Regions from separate parts of the Danio rerio genome. Here region 2 is linked to region 1. A link is a contact called in public HiChIP or PLAC-seq data. All regions are on one chromosome and are shown on one strand. The core of a region is the stretch at or near the end of the contact, and the rest is flanking DNA. Distances in the headings are between cores, read along the strand shown. Region 1 overlaps pbrm1 (polybromo 1). Region 2 holds the start of gata2a (GATA binding protein 2a).

The links. HiChIP or PLAC-seq counts read pairs in DNA pulled down with a chosen protein or histone mark.
Region 2: an H3K4me3 HiChIP or PLAC-seq map of gastrula embryo shows a contact between it and region 1, with 3 times the contacts expected there. The contact joins the promoter of gata2a here to the enhancer-like site in region 1. A contact is called at or near these places in 7 of 18 Hi-C or Micro-C datasets (caudal fin, embryo, hematopoietic stem cells and 2 more) and 3 of 4 datasets of contacts at active chromatin or transcription factors (caudal fin, embryo and gastrula embryo).

Annotation. Positions count from the first base shown.
Region 1 is chr11:3,829,985-3,832,538 of GRCz12tu, forward strand. The region is part of intron 26 of pbrm1 (polybromo 1); the gene reads right to left. Among named protein-coding and RNA genes, the nearest start is that of itih3a.2, 90 kb to the left of the region's middle. Within about 2 kb of position 1,272, at least 3 of the 62 cell types and tissues checked have an H3K27ac peak or open chromatin away from gene starts, as enhancers often do.
Region 2 is chr11:3,954,860-3,957,413 of GRCz12tu, forward strand. It overlaps gata2a (GATA binding protein 2a), which reads right to left and starts at 1,286. Exons shown (of 6, transcript NM_131233.1): 1 at 1,130-1,286; 2 at 517-951. The coding sequence starts at 742. The region is part of intron 26 of pbrm1 (polybromo 1); the gene reads right to left.

The DNA.
Region 1 (2,554 bases), core at 22-2,521:
TCGCTGTGGGTGGTTTCACCAAAGGCCATAAACCCGAATTTATGCTACATGTGGATTCAAATAGACTTACAGAGTCACAATTAAAAACAAAAAAAACCTAATCACGCTCTGTAGCATTCGACTTTTATATAGCCTGATAAGTTGATAGATTTTATCTTTGGCGTTATTTGGTGAAGCCTAACATCTTGCACTTGAATAAGATCCGTTAAGATAGTACTTTAAAGCCATTCGGAAAACACTCATTTGCAAGGAGTTCTAAAGTAGGAACTGTTCAGATCACGGACCCTGGTGATTTCAGACTCGCCTGACCAAAAAGATCAAGAAAACGGACTACGATTACCATAACTGGTATGTCAACATGTGCTGAATTCGACCAGCCTTGGCCCAGAGGCAGCGTTTATAAGCATAACTTAAGATCATATCAACAACACTGACATTCAAGTATGCTCATAATATGAGCAGTTACACTAAAGACAAGACGGCACTGTTGATCATATCATTAATAGTCAAACATACTGTCGTTTTCTCACAATAATAAAATCTTTTTGTATGCTAGAGTACATCCACTGGCCATTCCATAGCAAACAGCAGCCATTTCAAGTATATCAAATCAAATGTATTGGTAATTAGTTAGTATAGGTTACAGTTCAATGTATTAACAAGCTGTTAACTAACACTACTAACTTAACCCTTTAATAGTTGCCAGCATTTTGAATATAGACATGAAAATTACGTTCAGCTTCAATGATTGCCAGTCTTTAACACTTTGGTGCAAAGATTTAAGCTTGGTCTTATTTTAAATATGTCAAACTGTAGGTTAATTGAAAGTGAAAGTTCAAAAAGTTAAATAAAATAAAAGTCCTTAAGTTTATACAAACATATAATAATATTGACCTCAAGGTGTTTTTTTTTTTTAAAGCTTTTTTTATTCTAGCCAAAATAAATCAATAATGACTTTCCCCTGAAGAAGAAGAAAAAAATAATATAGGAAATACTGTGAAAAATGTCTGAATCTGTTAAATATCATTTGGGAAACATTTGAAAATGAAAAAAAAAACAGGAGGGCGAATAATTCTGACGTCAACTGTATGCAGTGCGTGCAATACTGTATGGGTTTATGAGTAAAAACAAACTCTTTTCAAATTTCTCTCTCTCTTTCTCTCCCCTGTTTTTTTTCTCACCCTTCCTCTTGTCCCCTGCCCCCACCAGGCTGTAGCAGCGCTGATAGGCATCTCTGCTGGAGTCTGCCTGTGTTTCTGCAGACAAACTGCCTCCACCAGCCACACTGTTCTGCCTGGGAACCCTCCATGAACCCTCCACTCCTTTATTGCCCCGTCTACCCCTGCACACGAGCCTCTGCGCCAGCCTGCCCTCCGCCCACACCAGGCCACGACCAGACTCTCACACAGGTCAGAGTTCAGCTGCGTTCTTCCACTCTGAAGTACTGTACAGTAAAACAAAAATAGCCTGCCAGAACATGACATGCGCTCGCATTGTGTTTCTACTGTGATGCAAGCATGCAGAATTAAAGGTAACAAATCTGTCACTGGGGTGGTGCCTTTTTCGAAAGGTAGAGTTTTGTACGGTACAGGTGGACATTAGTAGCTTTAGGGTACCCTTTTGTACCTTTAAAGGGCACCTAGGTTACCCGTTTTTTCAGATTTAATATAAGTGTTTTGCGTCTCCAGAATGTGTCTGTAAAGTTTCAGCTCAAAACACCCATCAGATTTTTCATTATACCTTTTACTAGATCCTGTTTCATACATCTTTCCACTAGGAGGTTTTGTCGTACTGCGCCTTTAAGGCGAGTCCGTCCCGCCTACCTTTTCTACGTGTCTTTTTGCGTGATCAACTTACTCTTGATCACATTTAATGAAGACTGATGATCCTTCAAACTGAACAGATCTTTTATTTCCGGTTGCTTTGCCCACGTCTGGTCTTGTTGACATGATTATACACGTGACTACCATGACATGTTTAATGCAACAGCTGTCAATCAATTCGAAAACCGCTCCAATTGATCCACCATTTTTATGTTGTTAAATTGAAATAAAAAAGGTCTGGATGTGTTTATAATATTAATAATTCCTTACATTTATATAGCGCTTTTCTGGGCACTCAAAGCGCTTTACACAATGGGGGGAATCTCCTCATCCACCACCAGTGTGCAGCATCCACCTGGATGACGCGATGGCAGCCATTTTGCGCCAGTCCGCACACCAGCTAATTGGTGGAGAGGAGACAGTGATGAAGCCAATTGAATATGGGGATGGTTTGGAGGCCATGATGGACAGAGGCCAGTGGGCAGATTTGGCCAGGATGCGGGGGTTAAACCCCTACTCTTTTTAAAGGACATCCTGGGATTTTTAACGACCACAGAGAGTCGGGACCTCGGTTTAACGTCTCATCCGAAAGACGGTGCTCACTGAGCAGTATAGCGTCCCCGTCACTATACTGGGGCATTAGGACCCACACAGACCGCAGGTTGGGCGCCCCCTGCTGGCCTCACTAACACCACTTCCGGCAGCAACCTAGCTTTCCCATGTGGTCCCCC
Region 2 (2,554 bases), core at 36-2,535, 120 kb after region 1:
TGATTAGGCCGCGCAATACGGTTCGTAAAAGCTAACAGCGCAAATAATCTAAATTTTACAAGACACAACATGGCTGCACTAAAATGAATCGTAAACGCCCCCCAAAAATTGAATAAACCGTATCAACAATGTCAAGTTTGTTTACTAAACTTTTAAACATAACAAAAAAGTATATATATAAAATTAAATATTTTTTACCACAAAAATGGCCACCAATTTATAGTGAACTGTATATACCACACATTTAAATAGCCTAAAAATAATAAATAATTTAACAATAACAATACAAATGTTATTTCAAACACTTCACACAGAAGTTCACATTTGGCTACTCGATAATAAATCAACATCAGTAGGCCTGTAATTCATAAGACATTTCAATTCATAATGAAAGTGTGACTAAAATATGTCCTAGAATTTACAATATCCACAAGAATTATATTGTTACTAAAAACTGTACTCCAAAAATGTTATGTAGCCTTTAAAAGATATATATTGACGTAAAATGAATCCTACCGTGCGCTTGTCCGTACGATACTCTAGCCCGAGAGTTGGAGTAGTAGGGGTTCCCCTGCGAGTCCAAGTGATTCAAGAACACATCCACCTCGTCCGGGGGTAGAAGAGGGGCCATGGGCTCCATGTAATTGTGTGTAAGCCCGTGATGATGTGACTCTGGGTGCTGGCCATTGAGTACCGCATGATGGTGGGCCATCCATCGAGACTGATCGGCCGCAACCTCCATCTCAAGTGTCCGCGCTTAGAAAATGCTTGGAAAAGTTTACTTGACACTACAGACCCGAAAGCACCACTATAGTCCGTTAGATTATTAAAATATCTGTCGTTAGCTTAATGCTTCAGGTGGCGATGCTCTGTTTACTTTCTGAGCATGCTTTTATTTTTGAAGGAGTGTAGAGGTCCTGCTTCTTTGCATTCAAGGGTGGCCAGGGACACCTGTAAGAGAATAACGGATAGAAGCATCTCAGTGTTGACGTTAAACACAGTGCAAGACAGATCTTAATTCACACGACGACGCCTCAGTTAATATAAGTAGGCTAACTTTTGTAGTCAATCAATTAAATCGCTCAATTAAATTGCTCGCAATTTCAAATAACTACCGGGAAGTACTCACGGCGCAAAGTTGCATTTCAGCACTCCAATCCTGCGTTTATTTTTCCCGTGTTAGTCCTGCGCAAAGAATGTTAATCCTCAAGATGCCTGTTGACGTTCGTAATTCGCCACTGGTTTAAATTGTCCACAGCCCGATTGTTAAAGTCTCCCTAAAACTCTGCGTCTGTCTGAAGCGGAGAGAAGTCTCATTAATGAATTGTGCCTGTGTACTGTCGGAACTGGCGCCAGTAGATTCCATATCTTACGAACATGGGCGGGGACACGAGCTGGCAGTGAGCGCCCCGGGAACCAATAGCAGAGCGCGCTGACTGCCATTGGCTCGGACAGCATGCTTTCCGAAATGCCACGGCGACTGTCGGCCTACTGCTCCACATCCAGAGAGCTGAGAGACTCATCATTCAGCGCAGCAATTTATTGAGATCTTTTTACCCTTTTTAGAGCTTCACGTTGATGGTGTGTAATGATGTCTTTTTACTCAAATGCTAACAGAAAAGCCTAAAATCTAAGTTGCAGCCTAATGCTATTTTTTAAATTTATTTTTAGGACATTAAATGATGTGAATAATATAATTATAGACTTGCAGGATTATATTTAATTTTTAATTGTGCAGAAATGTATTAAAATGCCTCTATTCTATTAATGAATGTCGATTTGGCCTATTGCATTCATAATATTCATTTGTTTTAAATATATATTGTGATTACGAGCTGTTCCCTGACCATTAACATTAGCTTAAAACAACAAAACCTGTAACACTGAAGTGTCACATGAGATATGTGCCTAATGCAAGCAAACTCAACTCCTAGCACCTCAGGCATTAATTGGGGAGGAGTATTTTATGGTCTCTAAATTGGGGGCTATTGTTCTTGCGCGTCTAATAGTTTTAAATGAGTTGTCACCACATTCTTCTTGTGAAAACACTGTCTTTGTATGCCGTTTCAAGCGATCAAACGTCACTTTACATATTAATAGCGAGCCCGTCTCTTGGTGGTGCCGACAGGTCGCATGGGCAGGTCCAAATAGAGCCAATTGGTGGCCATTAGGGCAGCTTCGTTGATTCTTGCGTACAATTATCTCGTGGCAAAACAAGCAGCAGGCTCGCCCACCGCAGGCAGAAAGACAGAACGTCGCCAATTAGTTTGATAAGCGTTTAGATAAACTGTGGATGCAGGTTAGTCAGCTGAACACCTCATTTGCATAGAGGGTTTAATAAATTGTTACTGTTTGCACCCATCAATAATACATTTTCTTAATCAATTTAGTCGAAAAAAAACGCGTTTCAAATTTGTTAAGCAGAAGTTGCTTACTAATTACATGCAATGTAAGCTCCAATTCAAATAATCTAATTCAAATGAGCAGTGATTTTTAACAGAAAATCATCGTGTGTATTTCTAAAATGGATACAGTGCTACAAAGTATAGCTACT